Linked DNA regions of Sus scrofa: region 2 is linked to region 1. A link is a contact called in public promoter capture Hi-C data. All regions are on one chromosome and are shown on one strand. The core of a region is the stretch at or near the end of the contact, and the rest is flanking DNA. Distances in the headings are between cores, read along the strand shown. Region 1 holds the start of CADPS2 (calcium-dependent secretion activator 2). Region 2 holds the start of RNF148 (RING finger protein 148).

Region 1 (4,289 bases), core at 812-3,311:
CTAGGAACGTAAGGCAAAGCCCACAAAAACTCCACGGGGCCTTCAGCTGAACTGGAGATGAGTAGCCTCAATCATGGTAATTGGCTAGGGAATAGAAAATGTTACTTGGAAATACTTCGCCCCTCCAAAATGAGGGGGTCTACCTGGATCCCAAGGTACTTTGCAGCTCTAGTGTTTTGTAACTGAGTTACCTAGTGGTTAGGTGCATGAAGAAGCTGTGTCATTAGCCGCCAACTGTAGACAATCATCCCAAAAGCCTGCTCAGTGAGGGATTCAAAACAGCTGCTAGGTTTAGGCCTGCTTCAAGAGATGGGGTAAATGGAGGTGGACGGGGCGATAGGAAAACTGTTTGTGATGAAACAGCATTTTCACAATTCAGAAGTGCTCCAGATTTCTAAGAAATACCTCAGTGGAGGTAATGCTTTAGAGCACAAACCATCTGTGTCACCAGGCACGCCTGGGGCAAATTCCATTCTCTCTGGGTCTCCACATCTTGTCTCAAACCAAGGGGACTGCTGCAGGTTTCCACTGAACCTTCTAGGTTCAGCAATCTCTAAAGAGCTCCTAGACGGTTCCCATTGAAAACACTTACCCAACTAGAGCAATTTGAGTCATTACTTTTGTCTGTTACAGAACATTAGACCCCTGGGGTCTTGTCGGCAAACACTTTCACCTGTTACAGACTCCTTACTTCGGGGAGGGAAAAGGAAAAAAAAGAAAAAGCATTATGAAGTGGTTATGCACCAATCCTTTATTTTTCATCAATTGCGTTTCATCAGGCCTGTCGGGGACTAGGAATTACTGACCCACAGCAACTCTCCAAAGCTGAACACCATTCTTAGGATTTGACGTCCAGGTTATATACTAGGACAGGAAACGTGTCAGTTTACCCTTTTCATTCACCGAGGGACATTTCTACTCCTCACCCTAGAGAGGGCTTCCTTCTAGTTAACAGTGGTGTTCTGATTCCACACACATTCAGATCCACAGTAGAGCCCCGACTCCAGCAGGCTGGGCGGACAGGAATGCACCACTGCTGTTCGAAATTAAAGTTGATATGAGTTGCGTACCGACCCGGCCAGGGCCGTCCGCCGGGTGCAAACAGCCCACCGCCGGGGCTGTCGGGTCGGTCTCTGTCCCACGGATGCCAGGCTGACAGCTTCTCCCAACCGTGAGGGAGAAAATGTGTCCGCTGTAACCCGATATCCAACGGGCTAAAGCAGTGTCCCTCTCCCAAAGATTCCCTTGCCCTCCAAGACCAACAAAAACACAGTGTCCTGCAGAAAGACAGCAAGCAGGCAGGCGCCCCAGAGCTCTACCCAGGAGAAAAGCCCGAGAAGAAAGCAGTGGGGGTAGAAGGCGCCGGGTCCTACAGGCAACTCACCTTCTGCTGCCTCCGGGCCATGTCAGTGGGCTGCTTGGCATTAAACGGGTACGCGATACATCTCACCACGAAGACGTAGAGCTGCAGGCGGATCCTCCGCTCCTGCTCCTCGTCCAGCTGCCTTTCGGGCTCCTCTCGTCCCTCGCTGAGCACGGAGGGGCTCGGGCTCACGGGTCTGGCCGCGCCGCTGCCGCCCGCGCGCCCCGCAGCGTCCCGCCGCCCTTCCCGAGCCGGGGCCGGCAACACTCGCTGCGAGCCGCCGGCCGCCACCAGCACATCGCGGCTCTCTTCTTCCAGCCCCTCGTCCGACTCCTCTTCGCTGGAAGACGGGTCCAGCATGGTGCTTGGGGCGCCCCGCCGCTCAGCCCGCGGCCCCCAGGAGCCTCACCCCCAGCGGCTGCGCCCGTGGGTGTGCGGGCGCTGTACGGCCAGCAAGCAGCGGCTGCAGAACGAAAGGGAAACTGGCGGAGGCTTTCCGGACACGTCGAGCTAGACCCAGGAGTGTTTCCTACCACCAGGGCGCAAGGGGCGGGCAGGAGCCGCCGGGATTAAATAGGCGGAGTTAGCGTCGGGGGGTGAGCCCGAGCGCCTCGTGAACTGCTGGGCCGGCCCGGGGCCCGTGGCCCCCGTGGTCTTCCAACGTCCGCCGGCCGAGGCGGAGCCGCCCGAGCGTCCGGGCGCAGGTGGGGAACCTGTGGCGCCTACAACTAGCAACACGTGGAATGGAATGTTGAGGAGCGGGCACGGGGCCGGGGAGTGCGCGTGCGCGCGCCGCCGCCGCGACCAGGGCCCGGTGCTCTGATGCCCGGCGCGCAATTTGCAAAGATGGGAAGCAGCTGAGCCTAGTGGTTCTGCGTGCGCCCACTCGGGTTTCTGGAACTACCCTGACCCCACTACCCATTCTCTTTTCGCCCGCCAGCTTCCGGAGGGGCAGGCGGACAGGGGGCGAGAGAGCCGCCTCCCTCCACCTGCCCAGGTGAGGGGAGCGTCCAGAATGAGTCTCGGATCCAAATCTGATACCCAGGGTTGAACCCCCGCACAGAAAAGTGGGGTCAAAACTGTTTACCTCCAAATAACGTTGGGAAGGGACTTTTTAAGTCTCTCCCTCTGCTTTATTTTTGTTTGATGCTTATGCTGAAGTCCAAATTGTGAAAGTCAGAGAGGAAATATTCTTGAAAAGAACAGCAAAAAGTACGCGAGGCTTTCTTTTTAAACTGTCTTTATTACTATGGATGCATGAGCAAGATAGGTCTTATATGTGCGAAATGGTTCTGATTCAGCTCACACATAGCTTGATTATTTTCTAGGTTGGAATGCGATTGACTCAAGACAGGTTGTGTGGTGTAAACATTTATTCAGCAAATATTTGAGCGCTCTCTGAGTCCAGCACGCTTATCGTTTGGACGCGCAGCGCACTGAGGCACACAAAACTTGGTCACTGTTACTTCTGGCCTCAAGTGGGCGTCTCGCAGCTGCACCTGAAGCCTGTTTTATTTATCTACGCAGATTTCTCAGTTCCAATGTCAGACCCATCTAGGAGTTTCTTTCTGTGGTTTTTCCAGTGCTCCTGATCCGGACGAAGGAGAAAATAGGGGAAACAGTGCATTCAACACGAGGTGTCGCGAGCAGTGGCCAAGCTGGCACAGAGGCGACTGAAGCTCAGTACAATTATCACCCGGCTGATAAAACTACGAGTTCTGAGCTCATCTACCCACGCCATGGCCAAATAGCAGCTGCATCTTTTTCAACCACTTCCACAGTTAGTTAGGTACACATGAGGGGCTTTCCCCTCTTCATTACTCATACTTTCCCTAGATAGAGAAAGACAAGGAGACATTTTACTCCTGGGGAGCCTTGCCTATTTATCAATTCTTATCAGTGCCCACAGTGATAAAAGCTGTTCACTGAGGGTGTGACTACTGGCTGATCTCCAACTGCCAAGGAATACAAACCTCAAAAACTGATGTATTTAAAAATAAAATAAAATAAAAACTGATGTATTTAAAGGCAATGTTTCGTTTGTGACATGGTAAACTATAAATGACAAGTTTATTCATTTAAGTTACAGTATCTAATGTTATGTCAGATACATAGCACTTTACATTTTGCAAAGTTTTGTAAATGTGCTTATCTAATAATTCACCAAATTTTGAGACAGGTGGTGGTGATGATGATACTTTATATACATTGTTTTAGTTCCATTGCAGAGATAAGGAACCAGAGACTTAGAAAATCCTTTTTCCTACAGAACCAACAACTAGTAGAACAAGGACTCAACATATTGAATCCTTTCTGGTTTCAAAAAGTGGCTTTTGCTATTATAATTTGTCTGATTATAAATCAGTGTATTATATGCATTATGTTTGTTAAACTGATAACTAAAATAAGAATTTAATTCCTAGGCACATAAAAGAATATATATATATATATATATAGCAGTTTTACTGTCCTTCCTTTTCTTGCCAAGGAAAGGTATTTTTTTAAGTTGCCTTTATTAATTAGTTAAAACTGCTTCATGTGATAGCTTATTATTCTCTTCCTATTTAAAATGGTTATCAAATTAAAGATTCTCCAAGCCTAGAAAATCCCACTGGAAAACATCCAATAATTTTTAGAATAACATATACAGTGCTTCATCTATAGGGATGAAAATGGTTTAAGAGGCATAAATTAAATTGCCAAAACAACAAGGAGAATGTTTAAAGATTTTGTTATTACACATACATTAGTTAAGAAATTAACATTGTTAAAACTGCAAAGTATATTTAGGAGAACAAGATATAGTCTCCGACCTTAAGAAGATTACAGGTTAAAGAATGACAAATGAGAAAAACTTTTAATGGAAAAAATAAAAAATAAATATTGGTGTTGCAATCTGATGCTTGTTCTAATATCTCAGAAGATA
Region 2 (4,289 bases), core at 644-3,143, 150 kb before region 1:
ACACGGATGCATGAGGAAAAGGCAACTTGTAGAAGTGTTCCAGAAGTCCAAAGCTCTGAAAATCCAGTGTAACATTAAAGAAGAGGAATTTCCACTGACATTTCTCCAAACACCTAACAGTGCCTGGCTCAAAAGAGCATGTTTAAATGAATGATTAACATGGCCAGGCTTACTACACTTGGGCGAACACTTTCCACTGCTTTAGTTTGGCCTCATCATCGTTCCACAGTCTACAATTTTGCAATAGCATCTCATTTGCTATCACTGTTTTGCTCACCTTAAGTTCATTCTGTTGCCAGAGCAACCTACTTAAAAAAAAAAAAAAAAAAAAGTAACAAAGTGTCCAATGGCATGTCTGCTTGCTTAAATCCTGACATGGCTCCCTCCCTCCAAAGGGTAACACCCAAGCTTCTCAGAAAGGCACTATAAGCCTCTCCAGCCTGGTCCTCTTTCCTTCAATCCAGCCTCATTTACTACTATTGTCACTCCTGAAATGTCTGCAATTCTGAGGCCTTGGAGTGTCCTATGCTTCTATTTTAGCTGTCACTACGTTAGATCTTATACAGGCTTGTTCCTCCCACAAAACTCTCTCTACGGTAGGAACACTAATTGCGAAAGTGTTCCAATTACTTCCCTCCCAGTGATGATGCCCTTTGCAATGTGACTTAGCAGGTTGTTACATCAGGAGATGGAATTTATTTCTATAGGGCTGTTGAAATAAATCCTATCTCCTGATGGAATGGTGACTCAGGGGTCTGGTACTCCCGCTGGCAGACAGACTGGCAGGAAATCGATGACATGCTAGCACCAAGCCTAAGCCTGAGTGGAGGGGTGCACTCCTCCTCTGGCTCTTGAAACCCTGCTGCCCTCCAGTGAAGAAGCCTGGCCTGACAGGAGAGCACAGGTGTTCCAGCTGGGGCTACCCCAGGTCAATCTACAGATAGGCCACCATATGTGCGCCCCCAAGACGAGCAGAGATGTCTCCAAAATCCTGAGGTGGCCACAGACATGCGACTGCATCCAGCGGAGACCTGAAGAATCGCCTCACTCACCCAGACTCCTGAGCAATGACAGATACTGACCCTTTTAACAGTTCATTTAAATTAAAAAAAAAACTGCCCTGCTATACATTGAGTTTGGGAGTGGTTTATTATTCAGTAGCTGATACAGTTCCCTCCACAAAATGATCTACTCTACTAATCTCCAGGTCTGGGATTAAATCTTATTCTCATTTTTTGCATATTCAGCTTCTAGCACAGTATCTAGCACATCATAGGTTCTCAATGAAGATTAAATTGACATTCTCTGAATACTAACCTGTAAAATTACTTATCCAATAATGCACCTACTTAATTTAATATTTCAGTTAGAGCAGAGAATAGTTAGAATATCCATAATGATTTTAACCTTTAATTCTTCTATAGATTTAAGACTCATAAAAGTGAAGTTTTTATAGTCATACCTAAACGCTAAGATAAACGACCATCTGGAATATGACCAAATCCCTTTTAAACTTTAATGGGTATAAATCAAACTCCATAAATTCTTTTACATTCTGAATTCAAGCCTATAAAACTTTAACACTAAATTGATAACTTTTTCTTCTCATGCAGTCTACCAAGTTAGAAGACAGAATAGCTATCAACAGAGTAGAAACACATCACTAGTAGTTTGGGAAGTAACAGAAAAACTTAACACTGCTTTTGCATCAAGGAGGAGAGAGAAAAGCTGAACAAACATCCTTAAGCAAACATGAGATTCAAGATTAAGTACTCTGGAGTTCCCACTGGGGCACACAGAAACGAATCTGACTAGGAATCATAAGGTTGCGGGTTCAATCCCTGGCCTTGCTCAGTGGGTTAAGGATCTGGAGTTGTGATGTAGGTTGAAGACACAGCTGGGATCCCTCATTGCTGTGGCTGTGGTGTAGGCCAGCAGCTGTAGCTCCAATTCAACCCCTAACCTGGGAACCTCCATATGCTGCAGGTGCAGCCCTAAAAAGAAAAAAATTAAGTACTATAATTAGTGGTATTATCTTTCTTTGAGCCTAAGACAAAACACACCTTTTACCATTTAGACTGGATCTTTGTTTGAAAGGGTGAAGGGAGGCAATATAATCAAATAAAGAAAAAACATTACGCAGAATCATTTGAAGAATCACCAGAACTGGCCCTGTTCTCTTAACCGACTATTTTGCTTATGTAGTTAAGAACCACCGAGGATGAGGAGGCTGCTTTTGGAGCTCTGTCATTTCAAAGTTGTCCTAAAGCCCTAAAGTAGATTCTAGACCTCTTTAAGCTACAACTGGTCATCAAGGTTTGTACAAAGCTTTGTCTTCCCAAGACCCCTGGAGTGCAGTTAACAGAGTGAGTTCTTAGCAGTCAGAAATAGCAGGGCAGTGGCAACTAAGATTTTCCCACTTAGGAGTTTCTGTCGTGGCACAGCAGAAACGAATCCAACAAGGAACCTTAAGGTTGCAGGTTTGATCCCCGGCCTCGCTGAGTGGATTAAGGATCCGGCATTGCCATAAGCTGTGGTGTAGGTGGCAGACATGGCTCAGATCTGGCATGGCTGTGGCCGGCAGTGTAGCTCTGATTCAACCCCTAGCCTGGGTACCTCCATATGCTGCAGGTGCAACCCTTTAAAAAAAAAAAAAAAAAAAAAAAGCGGGGGGATCTAAGTGGGAAAATCTTTTTCAGATTCACAGGTCACAAAAGCTTTATTCATTTATTACGTAATTTGATCTCTCCTGGGAGGCAGCAGAGAAGAAAAACAGAAATACGGAGCCCTCACACACGCAGAAACTGTCCTGAAGCCCAAGGCTATGAGACAGAGTATCTGTGAAACCCCACACACTTGCTCTGTGAAGGGAGTCACACGGAGCCTCTGTCCTCCGATTTGTAAGATGGGGAAGTGATGCCTGCTTGGTGCCTGATGACCTATTTCACATCTATTTGAAATTCACCAAGCACACTGCTAGCATGGGGGTTCAATAAAGGGACCCTGTCCCTCTTCCTAATTCTCTGAAGGCTCTTTCCTCCCTTTTCCACCCAGTAACATTTTCTCAGCCTTCAAGACTGAGCCCCATCTCCCTTCTGCAATCGTCCCGGTCTAAACAACCTGCTCCTATGACACATTCTTTTTGCACCTACTTGTCATTTAACTTTGCCATATATTACATAGTATAGTTACAGGTCTGTCTACACTTGTTTGATTGAGAATGTCTTGGGAGGAGCCGTGTCATCTTATTTCTATAAATCCTGTTTTTTCCTCTTGTCCCTACACTAGCACAGTAAAATCTGTTCAGGGTCCTCCAACAAATGTTTGACTTTTTGAGCACTTGTTCTTCAAAACAGTAAGACATACCAGCAGCTTTTGGCAACCTCTGCATTACAGCCATTTATTTAAAAAAAAAAAAAACAGAAGCAGCAATGATTTGACATGTCTTCCCTCAGCTAAGAATTACTTTGACAACAGTTGTCCAGAAAAAGGTTTATTGAATATCACAGGATCAGAGGCCATCTGTCTCACATTTTCCCTCCAAAAGTCAAGAATAAATTCCATCCACATCTCTGAGAAGTAAAAAAAAAAAAAAAGTGGAATAATATACAGCCATAAAGCAACTATTTCTAATGCATAAGCAACTAGACTACGAAATTAAAAATGCCTATTTATATTTTTACATATAAATTATCTTTTACATATTTATTGATTTTGTTCACTTCAGAGCCTCAAGTCCTAACATCTTATCCATGCTAACAGTTACAGCAAAAAGTTCAAAATGCAACTAACATTCTCAACAACCCAGAAGGCCTTTTATTCCAGCCCCAAATGCACCAAAACCTTGCAATCCCCAGAAACCATTAGACAAATCCAATACAAATTATGTTCCACTATGAACTTCTAATGTTATCATTAAAAAATTCTGCACCTAGATTTTTAATAAAAACAGTATATGTTACACATGTACATTTTTAAATAAAAATAAAAAACTAGGTACATTTTTAAGAAACACTATTTTATTCTTTTTCCTACATCCTTAGGAAATTATATACTGCCATGGTGACATTTTTCTGCAGGTGTTAACATGAATTTTCTTTTCCCCTCTAAAAAAGGATTTTTTGACAATTACATGCTCTTTGAGGGTAGGATTTTGTTATATTCCTTTGTCTTTCTACAGAGATTTGTTTCTTATATTCTTTTGTCTTTCTACACTGATTTATGTTAAAATCAATTACTTGATTCTTCACAATAAAGGTGATTCTCTGACAAAAAGAATCTGGCAGGTT

Evidence for each region. Promoter capture Hi-C pulls out the DNA fragments that hold promoters and counts their contacts.
Region 2: a contact with region 1 is called in a promoter capture Hi-C map of liver, with 4 times the contacts expected there. The contact joins the promoter of RNF148 here to the promoter of CADPS2 in region 1. A contact is called at or near these places in 1 of 5 promoter capture datasets (liver) and 1 of 47 Hi-C or Micro-C datasets (liver).

Annotation. Positions count from the first base shown.
Region 1 is chr18:24,370,320-24,374,608 of Sscrofa11.1, reverse strand. CADPS2 (calcium-dependent secretion activator 2) reads right to left here and starts at 2,061. Exons shown (of 31, transcript XM_013985671.2): 1 at 1,385-2,061. The coding sequence starts at 1,723. It overlaps LOC106506794 (a long non-coding RNA gene), which reads right to left. Exons shown (of 3, transcript XR_001302352.2): 3 at 3,105-3,195.
Region 2 is chr18:24,519,262-24,523,550 of Sscrofa11.1, reverse strand. RNF148 (RING finger protein 148) reads right to left here and starts at 1,893. Exons shown (of 1, transcript XM_003134733.4): 1 at 1-1,893. The region is part of intron 2 of CADPS2 (calcium-dependent secretion activator 2); the gene reads right to left.